Regions from separate parts of the Mus musculus genome. Here region 2 is linked to region 1. A link is a contact called in public HiChIP or PLAC-seq data. All regions are on one chromosome and are shown on one strand. The core of a region is the stretch at or near the end of the contact, and the rest is flanking DNA. Distances in the headings are between cores, read along the strand shown. Region 1 overlaps Dbt (dihydrolipoamide branched chain transacylase E2). Region 2 overlaps Gm40128 (a long non-coding RNA gene).

Region 1 (3,689 bases), core at 443-2,942:
GACAAGTGGGACTTCATAGGATAAAAGGCTGCTGTACGCCTCAAGAGACAGACGACTCGGTGAAGCGGAAGCCCACAGAGCCGGAGAGAATCTCTGTCAGCTATCCATCTAACAGGAGATTAATATCCCAAACATATAAAGAACTCAAGAAACAAACAGTCAAAAAGACAAAACTCATTAAAAAGGGAGGGGTGGGAATGGGGGCAGGGGAGGTGGGGCTGGGACCTAAACAGAGAATTCTTAAAAGAAAGAAAAAAAACAAAAAGCTAAAAAAATTTCAAAAAAAATGTTCATTTTCCATAGCAATTTGGAAAATACAAATCAAAACAACTTTGAGGACTCATTTTACCCAAGTCACAGTGACAAAGATCAGCAGCAACACAAGTGACAACGAACTCTAGGAGTGCGGGGAAGGGAACCCTCCCTCACTGTTGGTGGGATGGCAAACTGGTTAGGCCACTCTGGCAATCTCACATCTGTGGAGAATTCTCAAAAAGCTAGACTAAATCTACCATATGAGCCTGCCGTTCTACTTGTTGGCATCTGCCCAAAGGAGCCGTACATCCCACTTCCCAGATACTTGCTTGGCATGGTTCTTGCTGACTGCTGCTGTTCACAATAGCTGGGAAATGGAAACAACCCAAATGTCCTTCAGCTGGTGAAAGGACAAGGGAAATGTGACATAATGCACACCTGGAATACTGTGCAGCAGCAAAAAGAAATGAAACCATGGACTTTGTAGGTGAGTGGGTGGAACTAGAGCCAGAAGGACAGACATCATGCTCTCCAGGTGAGTGGGTGGAACTAGATCCAGAAGGACAGACAGACATCATGCTCTCCAGGTGAGTGGGTGGAACTAGATCCAGAAGGACAGACAGACATCATGCTCTCCAGGTGAGTGGGTGGAACTAGACCCAGAAAGACAGACAGACATCATACCATGCTCTCCTTGTTCTGAGGCTCCAAGCCCCAACTCTTTAGATGTGAGCACATATTCTGGAAAACTACAGAAACACACACTACAGAAAGGGACTATTGCTAGGGCGGTAGAGTCAGGAACAACAGAGAGAACAGCAGAGCACACGGGATCTGATAGGGAAAACTGGAAAGATGAGGGGCACGAACTAGGGAGGTGGGAAGAAGATAAATACAAAAGTAAGAGAGAGATACAGTAAGATTAAGGAGGTCTAAAAAGGGCACAAGGAATGATACTATTAACTACCTACCTACACAAACACAAAACAAAATAAACTCTGTAATATACTAAGTCTGTGTATAAATAGTTTAAATGAAATTTTCCCATTTGGGCTGACAATGCTCCTTCCAAAGTTCCACACCAGGCATGAGATGGCCTCTTTTGAGGTGTTGCTCAGAACTACCCAAGAGACTTCCTCATCATCACAGACTATTGCTATTGCCCTTGGAAACCCTAGAGGCGGAATGCAAGTCCCTAACTCGGAAACAACACGACACACTTCAGACACAGGCCCAGAGGCCCCTGAGCTGGAACTGACTCCAGTCCTGCAAGCTTCCAAAGGAGGGAGGCAATCGACAGTCGTCCCCCCCCCCCCCCCCCCCGCAGCTATGACACCTGTGAGCCACAACAAAGACCAGCATGCTTGCACAACAGCCCTAAGCATGCAGCAGGGGTTCCCTGTGGCTCCCAACAGCTCCCTGATTAGACTCAAGGTCACTCAGGCTAGTACAAAAACCCAGACAACCACCCAGGGCTAGTGAGTTATGGATCTGAGAGGAGAGCCTACAGCCCTCACTTCACTAAACCTGAAAAATTTCTAGCTTCATCCTAAACATCTGTCCTTATACGCACAGGTCAGTGCATCCTCATTCCCCTATCAAAGAAACTTCTCAGAGACCATTATACAAAACAACAGCCAGTCAGAATGCAGAGGTGTGGAGCCCAGTCCCAGTGGGTATTCTACAGAACACTCTCAAAGCTAAGCCTTCTCCTTGAGCAAAACGGGACGGAAAGATGCTGAGTCAGAGGATCATGGAATTTGTTGTAAGATTTGTCTCCTAGTAATGTCAGAAGCTACACCCATCAAGTCTCGCCAGCACCACCACCTGAATGTGAGCTAAACAAGGACAACAGCAGACATGCCAAAGTGGACAGGAAAACGATGAGGCCTCAACCCTACAGAACTACAGGCAGCTAAGGAATGCTGAGAGAGGAGAAGCGCTGTTCCCCAGGGAGAGTACAGTGGGTGTCCATTACCAAGTGACAAGCTCTGAAGGCATAATACAAGTAACATTATATAGACTGAGCAGGTCCTATTTATGTATCTGAAAATTATATGTATGTATGTATGAATATCCATATGTAGAATATGTAATATATATGTATATATATATATATATATATACATATATATATATATATATATATATGTACACACACAATTAATGAAAAGAAGCCATGAATTTGAAAAAGAACAGGTATATGGAGAGTTTGGAGGGAAGAAAGGGAAGGGAGAAATGATATATTATAATCTCAAATATATAAGAGATAATTAAAAAAAATAATAACCCAACACACATACAGTAGAGGACTTCAGGGTCTGTGTTCGTTCAGGGATGATGCCCCTAACCCTCATGAGGCTGGAGGCCCCAGGGAGTTTAGAAGTTTGGTTGGGTTGAGGGGTGGGGACATCTATGTGGATACAGCGGGATGGGGAGGAGGTATGGGATGTGGAACAGTCAGAGGGTGGGAAATAAAATATGGACTGTAAAAAAATAAATAAAATAGCTTCCAGTCCGACCTCCGATCAGTTTTAGTAAGAAGGTGCTGTTCCAAAGGCAAGAGGGTGGCAAGTCCACCCGGCCTAAGCAAGGGAGGCAAACCACGCCTCTTTAACCCTCCCCCTGCGGACAGATACATGGTGGCACCTGTGTCTGGCAGAGCCGGTGTGAGAAGAAGAGACAATCCTTCCCTGTCGCCAGGATAATCAAGAGTTTTGGCCGGACCTTTGAGTACACAATGGGATAGTGAGGAGCCCGGAGAAAAGCAGACTATGGCGCTGAAACTGATTAATAAGGAACTTAGTGATTTGGCCCTTGACCCTCCAGCACAGTGTCCTGCAGGTCCAGTTGGAGATGACATGTTTCATTGGCAAGCCACAATTAGGGGACCTAATGACAGCCCATATCAAGGTGGTGTATTCTTTTTGACAATTCATTTTCCTACAGACTACCCCTTCAAACCACCTAAGGTTGCATTTACAACAAGAATTTATCATCCAAATAGTAACAGTAATGGCAGCATTTGTCTTGATATTCTAAGATCACAGTGGTCTCCTGCTTTAACTATTTCCAAAGTTCTTTTATCCATTTGTTCACTGATATGTGATCCAAACCCAGATGACCCCCTAGTGCCAGAGATTGCATGGATCTATAAAACAGACAGAGATACGTACAACAGAATATCTCGGGAATGGTCTCAGAAGTATGCCGTATGATGCTACCTTACAGTCAGACTAACCTGCGTTATAGCTGGAATAAACTTTAAATTACTGTTCCTTTTTTGATTTTCTTATCCAGTTGCTCCCCTATCAGACCTCATATTTTTTAATTTTCTTTTTCGTTTACCACCCTCCATTCATTCACATGCTCATTTGAGAAGACTTAAGTTCTTTCAGCTTTGGACAATAACTGCTTTTAGAAACTGTAAAGTA
Region 2 (3,689 bases), core at 564-3,063, 310 kb before region 1:
CAGCTTTACCTTGAGTAGGTAAATTACATATGCAAGCCCCCTCAGGACTCTGGTAAGGAGCTGGGATAGCCCCTGACAGAGGACTCACCTTCAAGGAGCCAAAAGAGCAAGGTCCGTGCCAGACTCTTGGTGGGAGGGAAGAGCAGTTCTAAACCAAAGGTTATTTGTTGATTGTATTGATTTTCAAAAACTTAACTGTGCTGGTTAAATTTTGGTCAACTGAACACAGGTAGGGTTATCTGGGAAGAGGGAACCTCAACTCCAATTGCCTCCATCAGACTGTCCTGTGCACATGTCTGCAGGGAATTTTATTGATTAATAATGGATGTTGGAGGAATCAGATCACCATGGGCAGTGGTCCTGGGGTGTATAAGAAAGCAAGCTGAGAACCAGGCATGGTAGCCCATGCCTTTAATCCCAGCACTGCGGAGGTAAAGGCAGGCAGATCTCTGAGGTCTAGGCTGGCCTGGCCTACAGAGTGAGTTCCAGGACAGCCAGGGTAAAACAGAGAAACCTGTCTCAAACAAACAAACAAACAAACAAACAAACAAACAAAAAAGAAGGAAGGAAGGAAAGGAGGGAGGCAGGCAATCAAGCTGAGTGTACTACGCTGTCAGTGCTCCTCCCTGGTTTCTGCTTCAGTTCCTGCTTCTCCTCTTGCCCTGACTTCTCTTTACAGTGGACTGTGATAGAGACATTCGAGTCAAGCAAACCCTTTCTTCCCCTAGCTGCTTTTGATCCTGGTATTTATCACAGCACCAGACAGCAAACTAGAACACAGACTAGGATGTGTGATGCGGTCCCGCGGACAGGGAAGTCATAAGTAAAAACCAAAGAGCAGAGTTCTGTTTCTCTGTCGATAGCAAAGGTTCGCAGACACCCGCTGGTTAAAAAAAAAAAAAACAGCACACGTTTCTTCCCTAACAGAATCTAGGCACAGATTCATGCAGCCCTCTGGTTTTCACCTGCAATCCGGGTATTTTCCAGGGCTCGGATCTCAACTGGAGAGTGATCTGCCTCTGGGTTCATGTGATTGTTAGAGAAATACGACTGCGCTTGTCCTCCTGCACCAATGGCTCCATTTCTTGAAGGCTGACATCCATCACCACACTCAGCTCCTTTTCACAGCACTTCATAGTGTGGCTACGTAGTCACATATGCGAGCCCAGAAAGCGACTGAGACAGCCGGGACATTATACGTACACCACAGGACGAAATCATAGACATAACAAGCCATCCTGTCCGCTATGCCAATGGCAAACTAGTCGTGCGTGCCATCTACATTCAAGGTAAGGAGAAAAGGGCGATTCTCTGGAGGTTTCCATTCCCCAAGCTGATTCTTCAAAAGCTCTTAAAGGCAGGGGAGATCCAGTGTGGACTTAGTCCTGCTTCAGGATAGCATACCACCAAGGAGAAAAAGGCAGTGGATACGTGTGACCCTTAGAGCACAGGGAACCTAGAGGGATTTGGGGACAAGCTGAGGCAGAAGGACGCCTTAAATTCTTTGTATCTAGCCGGGCATGGTGGCGCACGCCTTTAATCCCAACACTTGGGAGGCAGAGGCAGGCGGATTTCTGAGTTCGTGGCCAGCCTGGTCTACAGAGTGAGTTCCAGGACAGCCAGGGCCACACAGAGAAACCCTGTCTCGAACACCCCCCCCCCTCCAAAAAAAAAAAAATTCTTTGTATCTGACCTATTCTTTCTTTGGGCATAGAACCACCTAATAAGGAAAACCCAAGACTGAAGTCAACACATGTAAATGTCCACACGGGGGCAGCAGACACCAGGACATTGTGTTCCGAATGCCTGACTCCGAGGAAGAACAAGTTCATTTCCTTTTATGGCAGCTCACGGCTCCCCCTGTCTGGTCCTTGAATGGCAAGGGAGGTGCTTGCTTGTTTTTTATTCCTCCATCCCCGTAAAGCTCCGTCCCTGATATGTCCCCAATAAAGACAAAGGGCTGTATCCTGCATAACCCGCAGAGCAACAGTGACTGGGGAGCAGCAATGAGGGCCCCCCTGAAACAGGGACTTAAGGAGACTTCCACAGTCCAAGAGCCCACATGTCTAAGTCACAACTGTATCGCAGTCGGTGTCGGGTAAAGCCCGTCTTGTTCAGAGTTGGTCCAGAATTCGTGCCCTCAGTGAAGAAGCTTCAGAAACTCGCTGGCTTCTACCCTGTGAAGATTCAGAAAGGCATCATCTAGGCAGCAGGAAATGAAGCCTCCTTAGACATCAAACCTTCAGTATCCTCGATCGTGGTTTACAACTGTAAGGCTTCGCAACTGTAAAGTACATAATAGCTGGCATTTTGTTATAGTGCTATGAACAGAGACAAAGGAAATTGTAGTGACACATTTTTTATGAAAACACCTCTTGCATTAAAAATAAACTAATTTCCCAGATCTTGCCACCATGTTAATAAGGTGCCTAGAGAGCATTCAAGACTGCATACTTAACCTGCTGTCCTACTATGCATTCAGCCTATTTACGTTTAACCTGCCTTTGAGAGAACAATATACCCAACCTCACTATATCTTGGATTGTACATGGAATCAGCTTTTACAGCCTAAGTTAAGTGATAGCTTTAACCCATTTATAAATGCTTATTTATTTTATGTTGTGATCAAGAATATCTTGCTTGCATGATTGTGTGTGCACTAGGTGCCCCGTCGACCCACAGAGAGCGTCAGACCTCATGAAACTGAAGTTACAGATGGCTGTTACCTGCCACATGGGTACTAGGAAATAAACCCAGGTCCTCTGCAAGAACAAGTATTCTTAACCATTGAGATGTCTCTCCAGCCCTACATAGCTTTAATCTTAAATTACAGACTTCCATGCCCCTGACGCAAAATTATATATGTATGCATGCATGCCTGTATGTGTGTATATATGCATGTATGTATATATGCATGATGTATGTGTGTGTTGTGGTAATCGCTTGCTGAAAATAGCAAACAAGTTGAAAGCAACATTAAAAAATATCAGCCGGGCGTGGTAGCACACGCCTTTAAACTCCAGCACTCGGGAGGCAGAGGCAGGCAGATTTCTGAGTTCGAGGCCAGCCTGGTCTACAAAGTGAGTTCCAGGACAGCCAGGGCTATACAGAGAAACCCCGTCTCGAAAAACAAAACCAAACCAAAACAAAAATATCCACCATAAATGTTGCAAACAACATGGAGAAAGCTTGATAATGTGTGTTTGTAGTTCTGTGGGTTTCTGGGTCAGTCGTGTCAGTAACATGACCTCTTCCCTTATAAAACTCTCCCGCTTACAGTCTGAGCAGTGTCTTCTGTTAGCTCTCCTAGAGTAAGCTCACCTTTGACTGTAGCAACAAACACACAAGAGAATTCTGCCCTCCCCCCAAGGAAAATTAAACTCTCCAGTGACTTGGTTTTGACAAAACCCTGAACTCTTTTGGGCGTCCCCAAAACAACGGCAAGCAGGTATGATGCCTGCTCGTTCTCTCTTTTCATTTTACTGAGTTTGCCCGAGAGACCAACCAGATGAGTCCTGTGGCGCAGTGGTCCGTGCCAGGAAACTGGGTAAGGTTGACTGGGTTCACAGACCCCAGGTCCCAGGGACCCATCTGAGGATGGTAGGCATGTCTCTGCTCCCTACCAAGATTCCTGGCCCAGAACATGTGACCCACAAAGGGACATGACCAGTGGTCATGTAGCCCAAAAC

The links. HiChIP or PLAC-seq counts read pairs in DNA pulled down with a chosen protein or histone mark.
Region 2: a contact with region 1 is called in an H3K27ac HiChIP or PLAC-seq map of embryonic stem cells, with 2.3 times the contacts expected there. The contact joins two enhancer-like sites. A contact is called at or near these places in 1 of 15 datasets of contacts at CTCF or cohesin (the NIH/3T3 cell line), 2 of 484 Hi-C or Micro-C datasets (the MNK3 cell line and bone marrow-derived macrophages), 2 of 115 datasets of contacts at active chromatin or transcription factors (embryonic stem cells and microglia) and 1 of 9 other capture datasets (liver).

Annotation. Positions count from the first base shown.
Region 1 is chr3:116,527,919-116,531,607 of GRCm38.p6, reverse strand. The region is part of intron 3 of Dbt (dihydrolipoamide branched chain transacylase E2); the gene reads right to left. It also overlaps the pseudogene Gm4596. Among named protein-coding and RNA genes, the nearest start is that of Dbt, 17 kb to the right of the region's middle. Within about 2 kb of position 1,692, at least 11 of the 459 cell types and tissues checked have an H3K27ac peak or open chromatin away from gene starts, as enhancers often do. A contact at or near this core is called in embryonic stem cells, where this site is marked.
Region 2 is chr3:116,834,310-116,837,998 of GRCm38.p6, reverse strand. Gm40128 (a long non-coding RNA gene) reads left to right here. Exons shown (of 3, transcript XR_867574.1): 2 at 988-1,289; 3 at 1,715-2,642. Among named protein-coding and RNA genes, the nearest start is that of Gm40128, 5.4 kb to the left of the region's middle. Within about 2 kb of position 1,813, at least 135 of the 459 cell types and tissues checked have an H3K27ac peak or open chromatin away from gene starts, as enhancers often do. A contact at or near this core is called in embryonic stem cells, where this site is marked.